Linked DNA regions of Mus musculus: region 2 is linked to region 1. Evidence: chromatin contacts called from public Hi-C data. All regions are on one chromosome and are shown on one strand. Each heading gives the region's core, a stretch centred on a gene start, on an enhancer-like site or on the middle of the called end of the contact. The rest is flanking DNA. Distances are from core to core; before and after follow the strand shown.

The links. Hi-C and Micro-C count contacts between places; a contact is called where the count stands out from the background.
Region 2: a contact with region 1 is called in a Hi-C map of CD8 T cells, with 6 times the contacts expected there. The contact joins the promoter of Pdlim5 here to the promoter of Rap1gds1 in region 1. A contact is called at or near these places in 1 of 39 promoter capture datasets (pre-B cells) and 2 of 484 Hi-C or Micro-C datasets (B cells and CD8 T cells).

Annotation. Positions count from the first base shown.
Region 1 is chr3:139,072,412-139,076,957 of GRCm38.p6, reverse strand. Rap1gds1 (RAP1, GTP-GDP dissociation stimulator 1) reads left to right here and starts at 1,757. Exons shown (of 15, transcript NM_001040690.2): 1 at 1,757-1,922. The coding sequence starts at 1,919.
Region 2 is chr3:142,392,621-142,397,445 of GRCm38.p6, reverse strand. Pdlim5 (PDZ and LIM domain 5) reads left to right here and starts at 1,750. Exons shown (of 13, transcript NM_019808.3): 1 at 1,750-1,860.

The DNA of each region.
Region 1 (4,546 bases), core at 508-3,007:
AGAGAGAGAGATCAACCATGTGAAGCAATAGAAAGACCTAGCATGGTCTTTTGCAAACATTTGGGAAAAAGAAGCAGAACAAGGCACGTGCATGTTTGTAGACTTGGGGGGGGGGGTGGTCTTACTGACTGAACTGTGCCCAGCCATCGAGCAGAAATCCCTAAGACATCGGAATGTGACCTTGTTCAGAAATCAGGTCATTGCAGACACCAGAGTCAAGATTGGGAGTGGCCTTCCCGATCTTCATGACCAGTGTCCTTATAAATAAGGGAAAACTGGACACATAAGCACGTAGGGAAAATATGTGAAAGCTAGAGTCATATTGCTACAAGGCAAGGAAGAGGTACCCTCAGAAGATGTGTGGTCCTGCCCTGGTTTGTCTTCTGGGCCCCAGATGCTCAGTAATTTTGTTTGAACCCTGTGTATAGAGATTATTACAACAATCCTAACAGCCTTCTGCAAGATGAATTATAGGCAAACAGGAAGAGTAGTTTTCTTCCAAGAACGGGTGTTTAACATCTGTATCAGTCTATGCCTGAGCTGCTGTAAATAGATCACACCTGTCTTTAATTATGTTGCATTTTTATTTCAGAAAAAATCACATAAAATCCCAGTACCTAACATATCGAGATGCTCTTGTGATCTGTGCCTGTAATATTAGCGACTGGTCTGTGAGAGTCACAGATGAAGAAACAGCCCCTTCTGGCAGCAAGAGTTGCAGCTCCTCTTCCTACAGATCGCCACAGGCCTGGGATAAAGTCCAGGCAGGCAGGGGTCAGGACACGTGCAGGTCTCCTACTGTCTCTTCTTCTTCCTTCTCCCCCTCCTTCTTTTATTTTACGTTATTATTATTATTTATTTTTTTGGTTTTTCACAGGCGGATTTCTGAGTTCCAGGCCAGCTGGTCTACAAAGTGAGTTCCAGGACTGCCAGGGCTACACAGAGAAATCCTACTGCCTCTTCTTGGTGCAGAGCCCAGTCTGGGACCCCGAGCCCCGCGAGAGCATGTGGGAGCATTTCGGTCACAGTCCCCGGGCGGCTCGTCATCCACCGAGTTACCCCCGCCCGTAGGTGGACTTTCAGTGTTTCTGATCTCAGCACGTCTTTCCTCCCTGGCACAGCCGGAGTGCGGCGGACACAGCCTGTAGGGTCCCGCCCGACGGGTTAAAGGGCTTTAGGCACTGGCTCGCCGAGGGTGACCTTGCGACCGCTCTCCGCTGGACCGGCTTTCCCGCCAGCCCCGCAGGACAGCCTGATGCGCCCTGGGGACGCGCCCGCGGACATCTACGTCCTCCTGCTCCGCCACCCCGCACATGCTCGCCTGGGGCGTGCGCTGCCAGGCACGCTCCGGGCTGAGACTTCCTCCCGGGAGGCTCCGTCCCAGCAGCCCGGAGATCTGAGCCCTGCTTCCGCCCCTCGAGCAACAGCCACCGAGCTGTACCGCTCCGGTCTGTAGACGCACAGCCCCCGGCGGGCTAAGCCTCGCCGGCCGTGGGCAGGAGGCAGCACTGGCCGCACTGAGCATGCTCGGCGGAGAGGGCGGGGCGCTCGGCGGAGAGGGCGGGGCGCTCGGCCGCGCGTCGGGAGGGCGCTCCTCAGGACGGCTCGGCGCCTCCGCGCCAGCCCGCCCGCCCGCCCGCCCGCACGTTCGCTCGCTCGCTCGCTCGCAGCCGCGCCCGCCGCAGGCTGCGCCCGGCCGCCCCGCCCCGCCCCGCCCCGCCCCCCGCCGCTCGTCCCCGCCGCGGCCGCGCCGCCCGCAGCCGCAGCCGCTGCTCCTCCCCGGCGGCCGCCCCCCGCGGGTCCCTCCCTGGCTGCGGGAGACGCGGAGGTAGAGGGAGGACGCCGCCGCCGCTGAGCCGCGCCGCCCGCACCCGAACCCTTCGCCTCGCCCTGCCGGTCCTCACTCTGTGGGAGGAACATGGGTGAGTCCTGCCGGCCGTCATCGCCTGACATTTTCTTTTCTCCCCCTCGGCGTGCTGCAGGGTGGCAGTGCATCTCTCCTGCAAACTTGCCGGGGTCCCCGGGTCCGCGAGGTGCGGGGCGGCGGCCCTCCCAGGGGGAAGGCGGGCGCACGAGGGCGGCCGGGCCGGCGGGGTCGCGCACGGGGTGGGGTCGGCGGCGGGCTCCGCGCTCGCCTCCCCTCCTCCACGCTTCCTGCCGGCACCGGGCCGCGCGGGGCGTCCCCGGGGCTGGGAGGCCGCGGTGCTGCAGGCTCGGTCCCACGGCGAGCCCGACCACTTGGCGGAACTTCCTTCCCGTGGGCGCGATCGCTCCCTCCCCGGCCTGCCGACGGCCGGCGCCGGTGCGGGGAGAGCCGGCAAGTAGTTTGGGAGGGCGATGGCCAGCCGAGTGCCGAGCGGACAGTCTCCAAGGTGGAGGTGGCGACTCGCCCGCCGCCGCCGTGGGCAGCGCGAGGCTGGCGGGAGCCGCTAGCTGTTGAATTAGTGTTGGGAGACTACGGCGTGCACAGTTCCGGTCCTCAAGCGGTTTTCTGGATTTCTCCTGTAGCTGGAAACTGTGCCCTGTAACACATTGTTAAGGAATTTACATGCTGCCTGTTCTGCCCCAGCTGCCCCTGCCTAAATCTGTATAATCTGATTCTAGTTCCATTGTACTTATAGTTAATCCTAAAAGAATGGATACTTCAATGCAAATGTTTTATAAAACTGTTTATGTTTGAACGTGAGATTCTCCTCAGATATTGCCTACCTGTGCATAATTACAAAAGCACCGGATACAAATCTCTTCTGTAATTAAGGGCGAAAAGTTTCCTTTGATAGTAACAACTTAGATCATCTGTCCAGTACACGTTCCCCAGTTTGCTTCTATTCCATAATTTGCGTCTATCGTAATTTCCCCTTTTAAAAACTGGCTTCTTCGGCGTCCCTCCACACGGACTTTGCCCACTCCTTCTGGGCAAGTTATTTATGAGTGTGGTCCTTTCATCTGTCAACACAGTGCTCAATGCTTAGAGTTAGATCATGGCAATACAGAACCCTCCAGGAAGTATCAGAATCCTAGAAATGATGTGGTAGCCTTTCCCGGAAGACCAAATACTCTTAGCTTTGAGTCAGATCTTTGTCATTTAGTAGGAAGAGGACCGTTGGGGGAGAAGGAGGTGGTTTTAATGAAACAAAGCAGAACAAAACACCCATGCCCCTGAATTTTATTTTCACTTGTTTGTCTTCCAAGTGAGTATCACTGACAGTCGGAACATTTCTATAAAAAAAAAAAAAAAAATCGGTATCCCATTTGTTCGTCCCTTTATAGAATTTTAAAAGAATACTAATCCAGATTACAGATTAAAATCTGCGTGTTGGAAAGTTTTTAATTACACTTACAGGTTTGGTGTAGAAACAAGTCTCAGTTTTTTAAAGGTGAGATTTAGTTAAAGCTCATTTTAACTAAACGTTCAAAATGTTGAATCGGTATTTTTCCCCCAGTGGGGGTGGATATCCAAGGTCTGTTGTTGCAAATTAGGGAATAAAAATACCTAAAACAGATTAAGTTACTTAATAATCTTGCAAATCTTGAATGCTGATGGGTGATTTAAAAGGGGGGGGGGAGAGTCAAATACAAACCCACTTTATTTTGAAGCTTCTCAGAAACTCTTGTTTATGTTCCCTCCTGTTAGCACTTGGGGTACCTTGTTAGAAGTTTTGTTGTTTTGTTTAAATAGCACCCACATAATGTCTAATGGAGTTATTTGCATATCTAGTTGTTTTGAGCATTTAACTTTATGTTCAAGAAGATGACATTTTATGTCTTAAGTTTTGTGTCTTTTGTGAGAGTTTTCACATAGTAGGTGTTCAATAAAATTTGGCCAAATTATTCTTTACACTGGCATGTACTTTCTGCTCTTGAACTTGAAACGTAGGCCCTAAACGTTGGCGTGAATTGGTAGACATGGAAGTATAGAAAATGTCTTGCTGTAAGGCCTTTCACTAAACACTGGTTACATTATTGCAGGGTGTGGGTTTTGAAGGCAACCTTAGGTATATAGTTTCCTTCTATAATGCTGTTTGCAGTGATTAAGATGTCTTTGTATGATCGAGAGGTATATACAATAATAAAACATTAAAACCTTGGAAGATAATTTTATATCTGAGCCACAGAAGTTAAGACAACTCCTAAGATATACTAATTAATGGTGGGGGAAGGGATTATTTTTTAACTGTCTTTTAAAGAAATCAATAAGGTGCATTTTATTTATTTTAGGTAGTCTGCTTTGTTTTTGTTGTCTTGGGTAGCAAACCCCAGAGCCTTGTGCATATTTGAGTCCCAGCTGGAACCCTTAAAGGGTATTTTTATGGCAATAGCTTTTCTCCATAAGAAAATGAAGAATATTTTCTATATAACCTCACAGATCCCAGCTGTGACTTTAATTACTATAAGTGTATATGTTATTGCAACCCAATATTGATCAAAACTCCATCCTATGGAGTGTACGGTGGGGAGGCAAGAATGAGTGATACAAACACACTTACGGTTTCCTATACTCTCCAGAACCATATGAGCCACAAATAACTATACTAAAAATGAGTGT
Region 2 (4,825 bases), core at 501-3,000, 3.3 Mb before region 1:
ATGGGACCCAGGAAAAGGCTACTTTCCAAGAGGACAACTGGATAAGTAACAATTCATGCAAGAATTAAGCAGTTACTTAACCTGCTGATAGTTCCCAGGCTTTGGACTGGAGTGGGAAGGGAGAAGGTTGAAGGCCTGGTTTGCAATTAGGACTAAAACTTAAGGTACATTTGGGCCACCCTATCTACTCTCAGCTCTTTCCTCATCATCTCAGGATGCTGATTCTCTGATGCTATGGTTCAAACCTTGGTAATGAAATAGCATTGATCTAGTTTGATTTTTACTGTATCAGCACCAAGCAGATGAGGGGGTGAAGAGAAGAACGTTATAAGGTAACACAGGCAAGTGACTTGTCACAAGTGGAACTGTCTATCATGTGTTATAGAATCTGTTGCAACTTTCATTTGTAAACATTGTGACTAAGGCTGGTATTCATCCTATGAAGGCAACTGTAAGGCTGACTCTTTGCTTTGCAGGGGATATCTGTTTACATGTAACCATTCTTAACCATTTACTTTGGAATGATCTATGAAACAGAACCCTAAAACACACTAGACAAATCCCACATTAGAAAAATTCTTCCCTGCAAACTAGTTTTCCTTTTAGAATGTAATACAATCAACAACTGGCCAACAAAATATGCAAGTCACATCCATGTTAAACTTTCTAGTATATACATTAAAAAATGAAAATAAGTTGTAATAATGTTTTAAATAGGCAGATAATATCAACATATAATCAACATACCTATTTTTTAAATTTATAACATTTTAAAAACCTGGTCCATATATGTCAACTTGGCCACTAAACATCCAACTGTACAGTGAAATGTAGTCCTACTGAAGCTTCTATTTAATGGAAATCCTATCCTACTCATGTATAAATTTAGATTCATAACAATGATATAAAACATTTTTACAATGAGTTAAATAGACATATGTGGCCAGTGGCTACTATTTGAACAACTTTGAACCTACTTTAGGAGTTTGCTTGTACCTCTAGAGCAGACTCCAGACTCAGGGACTTCGGTTGAGGTTTATTTTTGTTTGATACACCACTTGGTTAACACTTGTGCTTTTAATATTTTAAAAGTTTCTTTTCGAGTATTCGTTAAACATTACTAACGTTTGCTTGTGAATAAATTCTCTGGGCAAAACCAAACAACTTTACAGAAGTAGGTAAATGTGCTGTTAATTTGGAATTAGAAAAATAAGCTGAGGATACAGTGGCTGAATCACTTTTGGCCACTGCTTTGTATGGCTGTCCTTTAGCTTGACGACAGATTTAACTTCTGCATATTAGGGTTAGCGATTTTCACCTTCCTGACAAGCAAACTTCAGAGTTTGCACTTCTCGAGAGTATACAGAGGTCTTTCACAAAAGCAGGCGGTAGTCGCTGAACTTGCACCGGCAGAGATTTAGCTAAAGCCCTTTTCTATTTTCAGCCAGACCAACTGCGGGTCAATTCAAGTTTCTGCAGAGTGAAAAACGCCGAAATACAAAACAGAGAAGCGGAAGGCTAGATCTTTGCCAGGTACCAGTCCAAGACTACACCCCGGAGACTACGCCCACCGAAACTCCACAGGGGCAATTGTTTTTTGTGGCGGCGGCAGCCGGTCCCAGCAAGTCACAGAGCACAACAGGGAGACTCCACTGCCTTCTAAGCCCTGAGCGACGTGGCCCCGCCCAGCCCGGACCATGGGGGCGTGACCATTAGGGGAGGGGCGTGGCCAGCCTTGGGGCGAGGCGGGGCGAGCGCGGAGGCGGAAGTTCCCCACCGGCTTGAGAGGGACGGCGCAGGCACCGCGAGCCACTTGTCAGCGCTGGTCTGAGGCGGAGGGTGCGCCGCGCCGGTCAGGAGGTGAGTGGCCGCGGGAGGCGGAGGAGCACGTCCTGGTCCGCGAGGGAACAGGAGGAGAAGCGGGTGACGGGGTGCGGCGCGTGGAGGGGCGCGGGACGAGAGGAGGACGGGGCGAGCGTGTCCCCGGGAGCCGCTGCTCCTCAGGTGCTCCCGGTGCGCGCCGAGGTGTGAGAAGCGCCCGGGGCAGGGCGGCGCGCGGCGGGACTGAGCGCCCGGAGCCGGGGCTCTCGGGGACCGGCGCTCCGGAGAGCCGGGCGCACCAGGGGGCGCCCGCCGAGCCGGAGGGCAGGCGGCGAAGGGCAGCACCTCGGCCTGGGGCGCGCCAGCCCCCAGGGAAGCTCCGGCGAGCCGAGAGTGTGCGCCTGCACGGGAAAGCGGCGCAGTTTTGTTTGCTGGCTCCCAGGCTACGGAGAAGCGTGTATTTCCCCCTCCCTGAAATATGTGCAGTTGTGTAACCTGTGAGGGTTACACGTCGGTGCGTCCAGAAGGAAAGCCCACTTAGATCAGTCGCGGTCGCCAGTTTTTATGAAACTGGTGTATACTTGGGGCTTGGGTCAGACTGAGCTTCAGCCCCGTTTGACAATGAGTGGAAAGAGGAAGGGCGTATGGACTGGGCAGAACTTGGAAAGAAAATTCGTGACTGGGCTGGGCAGGTCTAGGGTGTGATCGCCAGATCCTATCCCAGGTCCGCCTTCTTGACCCGAGGACGTCTGAACCCGCCTGCTACGGAAACTGCTAGCTGGGGAACCTTATTTGGCCAACAGGGCTAGGCGTGAACCCAAGCTGGGAAACGTCTCATCCCTCAGCCTTAGTGCTTTAGTCCTCCCACCATTCTATCTCAGGAAGGGGAGAAAGAATCTCTAGGTTGTCTTAATTGAAGGGCTCCTCACTTGTAGGTCTCTCCCGGTTACGCACACCAAGGAAACTCGCACACAAGTGTGGGAAACCACTTTTAGCCTCCCTCACTAGCAGTAGATGGAAGGTATTATTTATGCTGTCCCTAAAAGAAAATCCAAAGCTCTACAGAAATTCCAACGTTTTTACATGTTTGAAAGCAGAATAAGCTGTTATTTCCTGCCTGCTTGGTTGGTATTTTAGCATTTGGGCACTAATAACCACATGGGGGAGACTTGGAAAAAGCCAATAAAAATATTGCCGTTGCTTAAGGATCAGAATATTTTCAGACAAATGAATTCCAAGCGAAGCTAGCAGAAAGGGAATTTAGAGAAGAGACCGGTGTTGTGGTTTGGCTGACTTGGCTAGTGCTAGAAATGTTAATAACAAATCGGAGAAATCAGGAAGGGAGTCCCTAAGAAAAGGGAAGTGACATGGATGTGGGATGACACACAAGTACAATACATTCTCTCCTAGGGAAAAATGGAGCCAGAGTACCGTTAGCGTAACTTTCACATTCTTCCCTTGGCACAGTTAAAGATTAAAAAAGGAGAGTGGCCTGTGGACTGTCAGTGGGTTTACTGATTTCTTTGTCCCGTGTGGCACTATCAAGACTGCCTCTACTGGCCTTCAGGAGATCCTCTAGCGCCACGGCAGTGGTGTGTGGCTTGTTATTAGCTCGCTACCATTTGGTTCTCACCTGCCATTTGGCTTCCTCTGGGTCTTTTTGTATAGCCACTGCTTACTACTGCGGTACCAAAGATATGTTACTAAACGGTAGGTTAGTACTATTATGCCGTCTTAAAAGCTTTGCAGTGTACATATTCCCGAAACTAATTTTTCTGTAGGAACTAGATTTCCTTTGAAGTGTTGCCTCACTTTCCCTTCTTGAGAAGAAGGCATTCATTTGCATTCTCCTCAGTGGTACATGTGCTGCTGAACTTGACAACTTGACGTGTCAGGATCGACGTTGGAGTAGATGATTTAAAAGATGAAGTCTGATTTTTCGTCTTTTAAATCAGCTGCTTTAATACACTATATATGCTATATATATTTCTCAGAGAACTATATATAAGCTGAGAATTAGACCCAAGACCTCGTGAATGCTACACAGACTCTCTACCACTGAGATATATTTCTATCTCTAAAGCTTTGTTTTGACAAGTGTCTTTAAAGTATTACAGTGATGTACCTGCCATATTTTTAGATGGAAGTACTATATATCCTTAATATTCTTTTTAAAGAGAGAACAATGTTCACTATTCCCAATGCCTCCTAATTACAAGTAGGACACTCAAGTCAATTTGAGCTTTTAAAAGCTACTCACTGGACCACCAAACAGGCAGCATACACCAGCTGATATGAGGTCCCCAACACATATATAGCAGAGAACTGCCAGGTTTGTGTTCAATCAGAGTTGATGCACCTAACCATCAAGAGACTGGAGGCCCGAGGGAATTAGAGATCAGGTGGGGTGGGAGGTGGGGGGTGGGGACATCCTTGTGGAGGGGGGGGGATGGAGGGGGGGTTGGGGAGGAGGTAAGGGATGTGGAACAGTTAAGAATTGGAGGGTGGACGACAGAGGGGGGAAAGGGGGTTGGTTATAAAATCTGGAGTGTAAAAATAAATTAATAAATAAAAAAGAAAGAAAATACATTAAAGTCAAGGCAAAACAAAACAACCCCCCCCCCCCAAAAAAAAAACTATCCTGAAGTCATTATGAGCCTAAGTACAGCAAGACAGGACAAAAAAGAAAAATATAAAAGCAAAACAGTGCATCATGGTCATTTTCTAAGGCTCCAATTTAGTTTCATTAAGGTTAACCTTGTATTTCAGTTATGGTTAGTAGAGCCTCATTTACTGTCTTGGGAAGGCTTAGTCTTTGCTTTGCTGGAAAACAAGAATTTAGACTAAAATACCACCTGTTCTAGAATTTAGCCCTTCATTGCCTATATGAAAGAAAAATAAGGCTTTAGGTTCACTTCCCAGCCCCATAAACAAACAACTAGATAAACAAAAACCCAGTTTCAGACATACTTCATACTTAGAAATTCTGAACTATTACGTCAGC